Linked DNA regions of Hordeum vulgare: region 2 is linked to region 1. Evidence: chromatin contacts called from public Hi-C data. All regions are on one chromosome and are shown on one strand. Each heading gives the region's core, a stretch centred on a gene start, on an enhancer-like site or on the middle of the called end of the contact. The rest is flanking DNA. Distances are from core to core; before and after follow the strand shown.

Region 1 (7,734 bases), core at 2,673-5,172:
TAGACGATGCAAGAGATGTAATTTACCATATTTTTAGCAAAATTAGTAAACGAGAACATACATGGCAGAGGCCCTGCGAGTTGATATCGAAGGAATAGAAGATGCTGGCACCGCTAAGTTTCTCATCCTGAGATTAGTATCTCGTAGAGGTGATAAGCTTCTGTAGGATGACAACTCGATGCTTGTCTTTACCTGAAATTTAATCATAGTGGTTAGAAATTAAAGGACACCACACTCGATATTCAGGCTAACTAATATGAGAGATGATCTCATCTAGCCATAACTGGTTATCATACATAGCACACGCACAGGCAGATTTCATAATATAGACCAATATTTGACGGTGCATAGACATAGACTGTAGACGTACCGACGCTTTGCTGCCGTCAGTGGAAGTTGGGAACATATCCCTAGTAATGCCAGAGCCAGAGCCAGAGCCAGACCTAGAGGACCTAGCTGAAGCTTGGTCTTTCACCCAAGGATGTTCTATTAATTGAGCAGCAGTTGGGCGTGCAGCAGGATCGCGCTGCAAGCAGAGTTTCAAAAAGCTTTTCGCTTCAGAAGAAAGATGATCTGGGATATCAGGTATGTCTTTGCTGTTTCCAATTTTGAATATTGCAGCCACCTGTGAAATTGATTACAAAATCTTAGCATACAATCAGAAGAAGAACAACCACCATAGCTATTTAAAATTGTCATTACACTCACCCCTTCGTACTGACTCCATGGAGGCCTTGCAGTTGCCATCTCAAGAATGGTGCAGCCAAGGCTCCAAATGTCCACTGAAAGGCTATATCCATTTGTATTCATGATAACCTGGGGAAAAAATAATATCAGTTGGTGTTCAACTAACAAGGAAAAATACACGAGAAAATTACAGTAGCCTTACCTCTGGAGCCATCCAGTAGGGGCTTCCTTTGAAAGATTTGATGGATGTGTATGCTGATATCTGTATAAATAAAATGCACATTTAACAAACTGATGTATGTATAAATAAAATAAATGTCAGATCATTGACACAGTATTAGTACTTACATGCTTGGCCATACCGAAATCTGCAAGTTTGATGTCACCATTAGGATCTACAAGTATATTTGCTCCTTTGATATCCCTGTGAGAAAGGTAAGTTTTCATCAGTAAGAAAGATGTAATGTTTTTCAAAAACAAATAGCCATCCTATTCTATTTACTTTGATGACTGCTTAATACCTGTGCACTGTATTCCGCCCATGCAAGTATGCAAGGCCAGAAAGGATCTGCGCAGTGTAACTCCGGAGGACTGCCTCCCCAAATGGACCATATTCTTGAAGCAACTTATGTATAGAGCCCCCAGAAACAAACTCAAGATAGACTGAGAGTGTTTCACTAGACTGCATTGCAATATGAAACTTATTCAGGCAAAGTGGTAAATAAATATATATATTCTAATGTATCTACCAAGTTAACATTGTAGCACCACTTAACTTTCAGATAAAATATTATAGCGGCTGTGATTGCTTGGGTAATTTATAATAATGTTACATGTTCAAGAATAAAGCATGGAAGATCGTCATATGTTTTGTATTTACCAGTTCACTGCCATAGTACTGCACAATGTTTGGATGGGAAAGCTGATTCAGGAGCAGCATTTCCTGTCAATAAGGAGCAGTGTCAGTATCAATGAAGTAACTCCGTTACATGAGAATGATGCTGACTAATCCAATATGCTCCAAAGATGATACCTGATTTAGCTGCCTCAGACACTCTTTTGAGTTCGAATCATCAGCAATAACCTTAACCTCTTTAATTGCACACATTTGGCCACCTTCGCTGCATTACATTTAGAGTGCAGGTAAGTATACTGCTACAAAGCAAAGGTTCAGTTTCTGAAGAATAGGGGAAAATAGAGGCTCTTAGCATCAAACAGCGCACCTGTTGAATCCGAGGTATACTTGCCCAAATGTTCCACTGCCTAATAACTTCCCCTTCTTCCACTGTGAATGGAGGGAACGAGATGTGCACGGGGAGCCTGGTGGAAGAGGAAGTGGGTGCGGTGAACTTGAGCTCCGGGAATCGTCTTGCCACCCAGTAGGGGATCCTGGGCATTGCCCAAATGCTCTTGAATGCACAGGTGAGGTTGGACAGTGTTTTCCTCTTGAACTAGGGGGAGAGCTTGGCATCCGTGTAGCAAACACAATTTCTGTCGATTTTCGGCCATGACAGTACGTCGTTCGATCACTTGGAAGATCCAAAATATTGGCCTGAAATTCTTTCCTTGGAGAAACTGAGGGTTCAAACGATCTGTTATTCTCCAAAGCCAGATTGCTTATGACGAAGCGTCCTTCGTCTAGCACAAGACTTTGTCTCCGAGAATCAATGGCCGGCGTTTTGTTTGCATCCGATATCCTATTGAATCAAGCATGAAAATCAAGTCAGTTGAAACGCACATCCTTGAACCAATCACTTGACATCACTAGATTTTTTAAAGCATTCTAGAGCTATCATATCTTAACACCATAATTGGGGGTGAAGGAATGTCGTTTAGTAATATTTCTTTATTTGAAAGAAGAAAAGGTCAACAAGCATTGTCTCATATGCTTGTAGCACACGGCGATAAGTTGGGCCACAGAGTTCGAGATTAATTTGCACAATAACAAATTCTAGATGAGATTGGCAAATCGGCTGATGGAACTGCCTTGAAAAATCAATACAAACAACAGTTATAACAGCAACGAAAATTTACCGTAAAAACATCACTAATCTAGTGCCAAACGGAGATCCAAACGATAAGGATCAGTGTTGCAACCAAGAAAACAACACTGAATTTTATAAAATTCATCTTTGTTAACAGCAAAACCAAACCCATCGATCAAGGCCCAGACAATAGCCTGAATTTTATAAACAGCTAGTATGAATCAGGGATCGAAGGAGATCCTTCTTTTTTTCAGGCTAACAGGGCAGCAGAATCTTGTTCCAACTGGATTCATCCGCCAACTGACCAAAGAATTAATCAGTGCACAGGAACATAACTTTCGGGAGGAAAACCAGAGAAACATCAAAGTTGCAGCTCCGAGCAAAGCAGCAAAAAGAAAAGAAAAAACTAATCTCGAAACCAAACAGATGACAAGAACAGCTCAACTCTACCTCCAATTGCCGACTGACGGCATATATATTCAACAAAAAGAATAAGAATAATAATTCAGCAGAACAGCAGCAACTAGTACCACACGCCTAGCGCCGCCAGAACACGCCAAACTTTACACCGAATTCAGCACGAGCGCAGGAGCAAAAGCTCGAACTTTTAGCCTGTGTGTGAAGCAACCAACCAACCACCCAAGCCCAGCAGATTAACCACCGGGCCAACTACTAGTACTCTGCCGATCAGTATGCATGGCGGGCTGCCCCTCACCTGTAGATTCCGAGATCCAGCGGCTCGTCGGAGGCGGCGGAGGACCCGAGCGACGAGCTGCCCCCGCTGGACGCGGACGCGGAGGCGGACGCGGGGGCGGAGGCCGACGGCATGGACGCCGGCCGCGGCAGCGGGTGCCCGACCGCCGGCGCCGGCTGCTTCCCGCGGCCTTCCCTGGAGATAAGCGCCTCGTCGAAGCTGCTCGCCTTCTTGTTCTTCCTGTCCTTCTCCCCGTCCTTTCCGGCCGGAATTGCGCCGGCGTCCCCCGCCGGCGCCGCCGCCTTGCTCTTGCTCCTGCCCTTGCCCTTCCACCACGCCGGCATCCTGCCTCCCGCACGGCGCCGCAGGCCACGCAGCGCTCGTTTGGCCGGGAAAGCTAGTCCCCAGAGAGAGAGATGCGGGAGAGAGGGGGGAGGGGGCTGAAATGGCTATCGTCGTGGAGGAAGCCGGAGGTGGGAGACAGAGAGGCGTACACGCGGGAGAGGAGGAGCGAGAGGGGGCGGGGACTCTTGTAACGACCGGGGTCCCCTTGGCGGGCCCCACCCGCGCAGCCCCCGTTGTCTCGAGCTCTCTCCCCCACTGTGGGTGCGCGTAGCGATATCTGTCTCCCGCCTGGAAGCTGCACACGTAGGCGGGTGGCGATGGGGTCACGATCTTCTGAGGCCGGTAGGCGGGGCCCGCCAGTTGTTGGGGGCGGCTGGCCTGTGGGAGTGGGACCGTGTGGCGTCGCTGCATGCGGGGCCCGCGAACACGGTGGTGGCGTGGACGTGGCGTGACGTGTCCGGTGGGGTCGACGGGGACGCGCTGCTAGAAGCACGCAGAGCGGAGGGAGTGGTTGCCCGGCTGCGGGAAGACTTCTCGTTTCCTTTCATCACTTGTTTACTGGCTGCCGGCAGAGTTATTAGTGAGCAGTGATGCTATTGAGTCCAAAAGACGAGCACTAGTGATGTATTAGTGCCATAGTTTCAAATAGCGGAGATAATATTGCTTAAATTAAATGTCGCTATTTTTTGTTAATGATCTAAAAATATACTGTAGACAACAATCTACTCCTTCGTTCCTAAATATAGTTTTATAGATATTTTAATACTGACTACGTACTGATATATATATACATATTTTACAACGCAGATTCATTCATTTTACTCCGTATGTGGTTTATATTGAAATCTCTATATAGACTAATAGTATGATATTTTAAAAATGAATGAAGTAGTGTTTTTACAAATCCGCTACATGGACATAGCACCCATGATATTGCCCGCAATCCGCATTCATTCATTGGCTTTTCACTGATTTAGCAGAGAAGAGATTACAAAGGATGATCAGACGATCGATTATAGAAAATAATTTGAACATGGGGAATGATTTGTGATAGTCATCTTCCTGAATTGTCTTGCGAGGCGATCTCTCACGTCGCTTCCCTGAATGGGGTCTCTACGCATTTAGCTCTGGCTAGGCGGCATTGCTCCATGTCTCTACCGGCAACGCTTTGTGATCTTGATAGAAAACACAATTTCGTCGTGAAATAAATGGGACCGTTAAGTTTGGTGGTCCCTAATTTCATGGATTGGGAGATAAGGGTTCGACTACAATCAGCTCTTTAAATTCGAGATTAGAAAACACACTTCACTCGGAGGAAAACAAATAATCAAACTTTACATTTTTTGTCGCATGCTTCAATCAGTGGAAGCCATCTCCAAAAGTTTTACGAGATGGTTTTTTTCGTGCTTCCACACCATTGCAAATGTTTACTTTGCGTCGAAGTTGGAGTTACCAAAGTTTGGGGGAGTCGAGTACTTCTAACTTACACAACGGTATTGGTACATAATTCTTGTAAGAATTCGAGTTTGTTGTGCGTTTTGCATCTTTTCCCGATTGTATCCGGGATACCTTATGTGACTTTATTGCTTAATCAATAAAATACCAACTTTGAAATAGATATTACCCTTTTGTAGACTAATATAAAAGCGTCTAGATCACTATTTTAATGATCTAAATACTTCTTATATTAGTTTACGAAGGAAGCAATACGCAATCTCGAAAAAATGGAACGTTTAGATCACTATTTTAATGATCTAAACATTCTTATATTAATTTACGGAGAAAACAATACACAATCTTAAAAAAAGAAGGAAATATATCGATACACAATCCTAGAAGAAGAAAAAGGTATTAATACGATGTATAAAAACCTGTTTATTATCATTTTGGAGGAAAAAACTGGTTATTAGGTGTACAAGATGAGTAGTACCACGCAGAAGCATTCCACCTATGAGCACGCCAGATTAGCGAACAGCACATAGTAGTCGCGTCTCCCCTCATGAACGTACGATATTTTTATGTTGGCACGGAATGCGAGGTTCACGCACGTCCGCCGCGCGCGCACAAGCGGGAGTGCAGCGGCCGCCGCCGCGGCTTCGTGGCTGGTTCACCTTGCCCTTTCGCCCGGGCGCCGGCCGAGGTCGCACGTCACCTCCGGCCGGTTGAGTGAGTGAGCAGGGAGCGAGCGAGCGAGCGAGCGTGAGTGGAGGGATGGCGCGCGCCCACCACCGTCGCCAGTCGCCACTCGCCACGCACCCGTCGCCACCGCACCACTTGCGCCGATCTCTCGCTGTCTCGCGTCGATGGATGGCTTTTAACTCGATCGGCGTCACATGGGAAATATGCACGCAGCCGTCGCCGTCCGCCTAATTCGGCCCCGGCGCGCGCGTGGGGAAGCTTCTGGCGCTGCCCGAAAGATCGCAAGGGAGCTCTTTTCCTTTTTGATTTTAGTTGGACTAGTTGGATGCCCGTGCGTTGTTACGGGGTAACAAACTGAGACATAAAGAACAAACTTTGACATTGAGATATTGATGAAAACATCTTTTAGTTCGTTGACATATAGAGATATTAAACAAAACATCATGTAATTTGCAATGTGTACGCCACACACGTTCATGAGTGTGTTACGATAAATATCAGCTTACATACCTAAAAATTAAACAAAATCAAGGCGATCCATGATCAAATTTGAGGCTAACATATTTATCTTCATGATTCATTCTAAAACATGGGTATCATTAGTAATGTACATGACCACATAACTAATATTTCCACTTCTGAAGATAAACAATTGTGCAACTCCACTATGAATGCTCACACTCACGATAGCCTCAAACCCATAATCCTACCGTGTTAAAAAACTGAACATGACCCAAAAGATAAATAAACTTGAACAAATTCGCGAGCCACCACGAAAGGAGTCAGGGTTGTGCTCTTCGCTGCGCTATGAAAGAATGGCAATATTTTTGCCTCAACCAGAACTAAAATGCAACACCAGACCAGAATTTATGATGGAATACAAATTATGTTACTTCCATCCTAAACGGCTGCCAACTAACATGATCAACATTGCAGCTTACAGCTTGTGGGAAAAACTGAAATACAACAAGTTGGGCTCAATTATAGAAACTTGCAAACTAATTTAATCATTTGCATTTTTTCGATTGACATAGGAAATTACTTTATTGAACACCAAAAATAGGTGCCGCGAAAAATGATAGAATGGCAAGGTAGCTACAAAGTTCTTCATCTCCATCTATCCCCTCATTTGTGACATGGCTCTGCAACACATTTGCTTAACCATCGACCATCGGCTCAGCCTCTAGGCCCTCTACCATCAGACAAGGGTTGGAATAAACCTGAACCACAATAAATATATTTTGTGGTCACGAGTAGGTCGAATTTTCCACGGTCTGCATGAGTCCTCCTACCTTTGAAATATATTAAAAGAACTGAGCCTACAATAGTATGATGCTCCAGCCACCTTCTTCCTTGCCTAAGAAAATCAAGGTAAATGTGCATGACAAAAACAATATAAATATCCTACTATGTCTAACAAGATTACTAAAACCGGAATAATGGCATCATACAAATTGATAAAAATAGTACAAAAATGCTGACACCTGGAAACAAGCCTCTGATCTGATTCCAAAATTATCCAAAATAGTACATGACTGATAGACTGATAAGCAACTTGTGAATGTGTATAACTGGACACAATTGAATAGCACAAAACTTGAATTCTTGCTCTATGGCTGTCATGCCATGGCATTTCCAATCATTTCTTCCACTTGGCAGGCTACCTCAGTCTCAACAGAATTCAGAGGACTACTCTGCAAAGACATAACTAATCTGGATAACAAAGGTTCAAGATATGGTAGGATAACTTCACAGAAAACCATCAATGCATAGTGTGATTTCTCCTGCAAATTCATATTCATTATTCCATTACTTAATTACCACATAGATGTCATGCAAAAGTTAACCTATATTCATGATGCATTACCTTCTACCATCCACTCT
Region 2 (7,734 bases), core at 1,730-4,229, 520 kb after region 1:
AGTTCCTCATGGCGCCTAGCACAGAACTCCCAAGATGCAATCTTCAATAAAAGGAAATGGTACAGGATTGTGTAATATGTTAGTCCAAAAGGCACAACTTATTAAGAATAATATCATAAAAAGAACCGATATAATGACAGGAAGAACAAAGTACAAAATTGAACAACAATACCTTGAGGTCTGGATTGAAAACTATCCTTAGATGCCCCTCACGTACCACGCGCAATTGATCAAAGACACTTTCCTGAATAGCTTTTGCATAATCCAAAATAATCTGTCCAGATGCATTCTGGGATTCACGTGGCATATCGATATATAATAGTTCTTCCAATGTACCACTCGCATATTTGATTTGGCATAGTCGAGGTAAGACCTCTACTGTTGTCTCTGTAAAGGTAAGAATGTAAGATCAAACTTAGAAACACGAGTAAGAGAGGAAGATGCACAAAATTAAATGATGCTTACCAAAGCCCCGGCCAGGCTTTCGGTTGCATATTTCGCAGTGCCAGACATCCTGCAGGTGCAAAGCCATAAGGAAAGTTATAAATGAGAATTTACAAGGCAAATTATACTAAAAACACTATGTGTTACTCCAAATTATCTAAGGCTCTGACTAACTAATAGAGCTGAATTTACTTGCATAAAACAAATATAGGTAGATACATATTATTTTTAGCAGTTGGAGAAAGACACCACCTGAGGGAAAACTCCAGTAGTTTGACGACCACTTCCATAGAGAGATACACACCACCTCTTTTTAGCAGTTGGAGCAAAATACTCATTGACAAAGTTTCTCCAGTACTCAATATTGTTATCCTGCATCAAAAGGAATGGGTAGATGCCCTAAGTTGTAAGCACATGTCTTCTGCTTGGAACATATGAAGTTACTCATTTGAAACAAACAACAAAATCTTTTACCTGTGGTCTGTTCTGCTGATGATACATGTAATGGGTCAATCTTTTTGCACAGGTACCTGGCTCATAAGGAGCCAGCTTTCCTGGGGTTCTCATGTTTAGACTCTGTTGACGAAGTAATTGCTGCTGATGCTGCTGCTGCTGCTGCTGCTGCTGCTGCTGCTGCTGTTGCTGCTGCTGCTGCTGCTGCTGCTGTTGTAATTGGTTTCTCTGTAAAGGCATGTTCTTTAGAATCTGTTGGTGTTGCTGCTGATGCTGCTGCATATGCAAAAGACGCTGCTGTTGCAAGAGGTTCAGCTGGGCAGCCGCAGCAGCTTGAGGATTCTGCTTCGTGAGTTGCAACAAATGGTTATGGTGCTGTTGTTGTTGCTGCTGCTGCTGCAAGAACGCTGATGGGTCCGAACTCGACTGCTCCATCTTGACTCCTCCCAAACCCCTCAACGCCTGCAACTGCTGCGGCTCAAATTTTACATTTCCAGCATTGCGCATCATCTGGGCTGGGCCGTTCTGGTCAGGCAGTCCTATCTGCTGTTCTAATTTGACTCCACCAATGCTGCCGCCATTCTCCAACTTCACCTTAGCTTGCGACTGTGGCTGCTGTGACGACAACTGCTGCTGGTTGTAAGACATCGGTAGTTGATGCTGTTGCTCCTGCTGGTGCTGCAAATCCTGCGCGTCCATCTGCTGCTGCTGCTGCTGCAGGATATCTGAACCTAGGTGATTGCCCAAACTAACCTGCGAGGAGGATGGGAACGACATGGGATCGGATCCTCCCGTGCCAATAAAATCACCAGCGCCATCAAGCCCCCCTCTCTGCTGAAGGGTATTCATCGGAAGCCCACCGTTTGGCATTTGTCCTGGACTTGGAACAGGGCTCCCGTTTCCAAACGATGACCGGTTGAGCAGGGAGGAGACATTAGAGGTTGCTCCCAGCAAGCCATTTCCCCCGAACTGAGTCCGCGGGGAGACAAGAGATGAGAAGGGGGACTGCGACTGAAGCATGCCGCCACCCCCACCCATTCCCTGTTGGCCACCACTGAGCAGGCTAGAACTTGTCCGGAGAAGTGAGGCACCGCCTACTGGCTGGCCAGGCCCCATTGGGTTCGGCGGCCCTGACGATACCATCGTTGCAGGCAATGGGAGAGCTACCAACTCAGCAGAAACTAGTCCAAGATCGAGAGCGCCACCAGTCACCTGGCCATACTTTCAGCACGGAACGGCCGCAAGATCCGCCAAAATTGAGCAGGAACAAGGCAGCAAACCCTGAAAACAAGCAGAGACTCCAGCTTTAGGACACAGGCATTGGATCTAGAGTGGTATCTCCAGCACAAATCTACTGAACACCAATCCCCACCACCTGAAATCAACTTAGAAACAACACAAACGAGCATCCAAAGCAAACTTGTACTCCTCAAAGCCGCCACGACGAAAGCAAAATATCTGCACCAAATCCAACCCGAAAAAAAAAAAACCGAGCACAGCAGCAGACACGAGCAGAATTAAGCAACCCCGAACTCCCCGACTAGATCGCAGCTTCCGAGCCCAAACACGCAAAATGAGAAAGAAAGGAAAAAAAAAATCAAGGAGCAGCAGCATCAACAGCGACCCCGTCACCGAAAACCCGCCGAGCGAAACACGCCGGAACCCGACGCCACTCACCGCCGCGACCAGCCAGCAAAATCCAGTCCGCCGCGAATCCGGCGATCCAGAGCTCGAGCCGGCGCCAAATCGCGCGGCGAAGGCCCGCAGGGATGCGTCGTCGGCCGCCGGCGCCGCGCACTGCCGCGAGGAGCAGCACTGCCACCGCCGCGCCGGATAAGCTCCGCTCCGGCTAGCTAGGGTTTAGGCCCCCCCGCCGCGCTGCCGGTCGGAGGGAGATAACAGCGGGATAAAAAAAAAATCAGTTCGTTCGTTAAAAAAAATCTTTCCCTCTCGTCCCTGTGTGCGAGCGACGGGATTTGGGTCTGTGGACTGGAGGAGGGAGGGAGGAGGCCAAACGAGGAGGAGGAGGAGGAGGAGGAGGAGAGAGAAAGCGAAACGAAACAGGAGAGAGAGAGGGGGGGGAGGAGGCGGAAGCGGAAAATTCTGAGGCTTTGTCCTTGCGGACGTCAAAATTCCCATTCGATTTGATTAAGATCCGGGGGGCGCGACCTCGAGGATCCTGCGCTCCGGTCGCCGACGGGCGGGGCCGGCGCCGCGCGGGCCCCGCGGGGCGGTGGGAGGGTGGGCGCGTGGGTTCGGTGGGGCGGGGTCTGATTAGGATGGTGTGTTTTCTCTTTCTGTTGGGGTGTTTTGTTTTCTCGGTTTTGGTTGTGGGACTGGGATGATGCGCTGCTGAGGTTAAAAGAAGTCAATGGAGCGCGTGCTCCGTGCCCGTGCCATGGCCAACGGTGTGGCACCCGCCCGGGGATATCCCTCCCCCTCCTCCTCTTGTCACGCACGTTGTGATGAAAACGCAGGTGGGGCTTTAGTAAACTCCGAGTCAGACTGACTTTAGTATACTCTATCTATCTAGGTCCACTTTTTTCTAGTCCATCTATCTAGTAATAGTAATACCAACAGTAAATAAAAGCATATAAACAATGCGGAGGTTTTTAGAGCTGTCATTCATGTAGGAAAAATTATTGATGAAGTTTATGTTTTGTTCGACATTTCGTTGCAGAAAAGATGGATGTCTTGTGTGATGTGTTTCTAAAACCATTCCACTGCAACGTTTGAAATTAATATGAACATTTCGCGCGCCGAAAAGATGCTTTTAGTTGCACCATATGTCTTACATGATGTGTGTTTTCAAAATTAGTAGTGGTTTATATAATGTTTGAAATCAGTACGAACATTTCACATGAGGAAAAATTGCTTTTAGTTGCACCACATGTCTTACGTGATGTGTGTTTCTAGAATTAGCATTAGTTTCTATAACCATCAAAATCAATACAAACATTGCGTCCCCAGAAAAGATTCTTTTACTTGCAACATTTGTCTTTAGGTAACGTGTGTTTTTTAAATTATCGTTAGTTCTTATGACGTCCGGAATTATTACGAATATTTCACACGCGGATAAATGTTATTTAGTTATACAATATGTCTTATGTGGTGTTTGTTTCTTAAATTAGTGTTAGTTCCCACCGCATTCAAATTCATACGAATGTCTCGCATGCATAAAAGATTCTTTTAGTTGCTACATTTGTTATATGTGGAGTGCATTTCGTAAATTAGTATTAGTTTTAGCAATGTTCAAATTAATACAAAAAAATCGCTCGCAGAACAGATGTTTTTAGGTGCTTCATCTGTCTTACGTAGCGTGTGTATTTTAGGTTATTACTAGTTATGATAACATTCAAGATTATTACGAACATTTCGCACACAGAAAATATGCTTTTAATTGCTCCATTTGTCTTGCCCTTGTGTTGTCCACACACGTGGCATCCGTCGGAGCCGCACGATAACCCTTCCCCAGCCCCTACCTCCTTCACCTGAAGTGGTATGTGGTGGCGGGAGCTCACGTTGCTGCTCGTCTTCCCCCTCCCATTGGCTCGCGGAGATATCATCACCTTTACCTTGTTTGTATCGGCACCGACACGCCCTGGCTTCCTTGCGGCTGTGATGCTCCCTCGCACTCGTCATTTGGTTCTCGCCCCCTCGTGGGCCGTTCCAGTGCTCGTCTTGGGCCAACAGGGTCCAGCCTTCTTGCCCATGTGGCGTTATTCTCCAGCACCACCGCCTCCGGGGGCTTCCTCCGGCATTGATGTCGCGTGTCCACGGGCCTGATATTCGGATTTGGCCATGCTGATGGTGGCCATCGCATGTCTGGTGTTCCCTATTGTGCTCTAGCCAACTCCACGTCATGGGGTATATATGGTGGCCTAGCTAGGTGGGTCATAGTTATCTCGTGTAGGCCAGCCCAACTTGCGACAACCCATGATGTGAGCAGACGAAGCCCATGCACAGATATGGAGGTGCCACACTACTAGAAAGACGAAAATAATTCACGCCCAAAGAATATCATCACCGACGCGCTTACGACCCTTCAATGGTTTTGTGTGAGTGATGTTAGTGACATCACATACAAGCTGGTTGACCAATCAATGATGTGTATAATAGTGATGGTTCAGCCAATCAATGTTGACTATCTTAAGGGCATGCAAAAAACATAGCATCACTAACCGACAGTCCTTATGAAACTGATCCATGATGTTTGAGTGGGGACTGGCTACCTAGCCTGCTGGACTTCTTCCAACCCCTTGTCGCACTATACCATACACAATCATATGTATATATTTTCATATTATAAACGGAAAAAATGTATCATAACTACATGGGTCCATATCGTCACATACATGCATGTATAGTAGATCAACGCTGCACAAATAAATGTCAACGTTCATCAACGATGCAGGTAAAAAGAAAGTATATATTTGTACCTTATTGGTCTTGTGGAACGAAACATTTGAAGGTAAGACATCGTGTAAATTTCATTAAAGTAAATCATTTTTTTTATTTGACAACATAAGACATCACTACAATTTATGCATCGTGCACTAACTACAAAGTGCGCTTATGAGTTTTGATAGTGCACTTTCTTCGAGTTTAGAGGGAGTTCTTTGCTAATTCACCATGGGATCGGACTTGGTACTCGATGGCTCCTTCACCGAGAAAATGGTCGATTGGCAACATATGGGTCTTTGGCCAAAGAGATGGCCCCTTTAGCGACTGGCGCTGTTGTTTGAGAAGTAGCACCGGGGGCCATAGTGTTCACTAGAGGCTTCTCTCAAAATAGCAAGTATTACGGTGGGTGAACAATTTAGTGTCGAGCAATTGATAGAACCGCACAAAGTCATGACTATATCTAAGGCAATGATCATACATATAGGCATCACGTCCGAGACAAGTAGACCAATACTTTCTGCATCTACTACTATTACTCCACACATCGACCGCTATCCAGCATGCATCTAGTGTATTGAGTTCATGACGAACAGAGTAACGCCTTAAGCAAGATGACATGATGTAGAGGGATAATCTCAAACCAGTGATGAAAACCCCATCTTTTTATCCTTGATGGCAACAACACGATGCGTGCCTCGCTACCCCTTCTGTCACTGGGTGAGGTCACCGCACGGTATGAACCCAAAACCAAGCACTTCTCCCATTGCAAGAATCATATATCTAGTTGGCCAAACAAAACCCACAACTCGAAGATAATTACAAGGATATGAAATCATGCATAAGAGAGATCAGAAGAAACTCAAATAAGATTCATAGATAATCTGATCATAAATCCACAATTCATCGGATCTCGACAAACACACCGCAAAAGAAGATTACATCGGATAGATCTCCATGAAGATCATGGAGAACTTTGTATTGAAGATCCAAGAGAGAGAAGAAGCCATCTAGCTACTAGCTATGGACCCGTAGGTCTATGGTGAACTACTCACGCATCATCGGAGAGGTCATGGTGTTGATGAACAAGCCCTCCGTATCCGAATCCCCCCTCCGGCAGGGCACCAGAACGTGCCCCAGATGGGATCTTGCGGAGACAGAAGCTTGCGGCGGCGGAAAAGTACTTTCGATTATCTCCTGATTTTTTATGGAATTTTAGAGAATATATAGGCGCAAAACCTAGGGCAAAGGAGGCTCATGGAGCCCACAAGCCAGGGGCGCAGGCCCCCCTGGCAGTGCCATGAGGGCTTGTGGGGTCCCTGGTGGCCCCTGCCCTGATTCTCCGGCTTCCCGATCTTTTTCTGTTCCGTAAAAAATCTTTTTGGTAGTTTCATTCCGTTTGGACTCCGTTCAAAATCCTCCTCTGAAAGGGGTCAAAAACATGGAAAAAACAGGAACTGGCACTTGGCACTGAGTTAATAAGTTAGTCCCAAAAAATATATAAAAGGCATGCAAAACATCCAAAGTTCGACAAGATAATAGCATAAAACCATCAAAAATTATAGATACGTTGGAGACATATCAAGCATCCCCAAGCTTAACTCCTGCTCGTCCTCGAGTAGGGAAGTGATAAAGACTGAATTTTTAATCTAGAATGCTACCTAGCATAGTTGTCATTTGCAACTTCTTTCACATGACATGAATGTTCAGATCCGTAAGATTCGAAACAATAGTTTGCTATTGACGTGAAAACAATAATACTTCAAGCAAACTAGCAAGGTAATCATGAACTTTCAAAATAACAAGGCCAATGAAATTTATCCCTACAAAATCATATAGTCTGGCTATGCTCCATCATCCTCACACAACTAATGTAAATCATGCACAACCCCGGTATTGGCCAAGTAATTGTTTTCGCACTCTTACTTTCTCAAACCTTTTATAACTATCACGCAATACATGAGCGTGAGCCATGGATATAGCACTATAGGTGGAATAGAGTGTGGTGGTGGTTGTGAGACAAAAAGGAGGAGATGGTCACATTGACTCGGCGTATCAAAGGGCTACGGAGATGCCCATTAATAGATATCAATGTGAATGAGTAGGGATTGCCATATAAGGGATGCACTAGAGCTATAAGTATGTGAAAGCTCAAAAGGAGAACTAGTGGGTGTGCATCCAACTTGCTTGCTCACGAAGACCTAGGGCAATTTGAGGAAGCCCATCATTGGAATATACAAGCCAAGTTATATAATGAAGATTCCCACTAGCATATGGTGGTGACAAAGCAAGAAGCTCTCAACCATGAAGAACATGGTGCTATTATGAAGCACAAGTGTGGAAAAAGATAGTAGCATTGTCCCTTCTCTCTTTTTCTCTCCTTTTTTTATTGGGCTCTTAGGCCTTTTTTTGGGCTCTTTGGCCCCTTTTTTTATT

Evidence for each region. A called contact is a pair of places that touch in the nucleus more often than the background predicts.
Region 2: a Hi-C map of seedling shows a contact between it and region 1, with 4 times the contacts expected there. The contact joins the promoter of LOC123447893 here to the promoter of LOC123447891 in region 1. A contact is called at or near these places in 4 of 6 Hi-C or Micro-C datasets (leaf and seedling) and 1 of 1 datasets of contacts at active chromatin or transcription factors (embryo).

What each region holds. Positions count from the first base shown.
Region 1 is chr4H:65,090,039-65,097,772 of MorexV3_pseudomolecules_assembly, forward strand. LOC123447891 (mitogen-activated protein kinase kinase kinase 3-like) reads right to left here and starts at 3,923. Exons shown (of 11, transcript XM_045124607.1): 1 at 3,388-3,923; 2 at 1,911-2,384; 3 at 1,721-1,808; 4 at 1,568-1,630; 5 at 1,209-1,369; 6 at 1,036-1,111; 7 at 890-949; 8 at 709-816; 9 at 371-625; 10 at 62-192. The coding sequence starts at 3,710.
Region 2 is chr4H:65,607,013-65,614,746 of MorexV3_pseudomolecules_assembly, forward strand. LOC123447893 (transcriptional corepressor SEUSS-like) reads right to left here and starts at 2,980. Exons shown (of 10, transcript XM_045124609.1): 1 at 2,575-2,980; 2 at 919-2,178; 3 at 697-816; 4 at 466-514; 5 at 173-387; 6 at 1-41. The coding sequence starts at 2,040.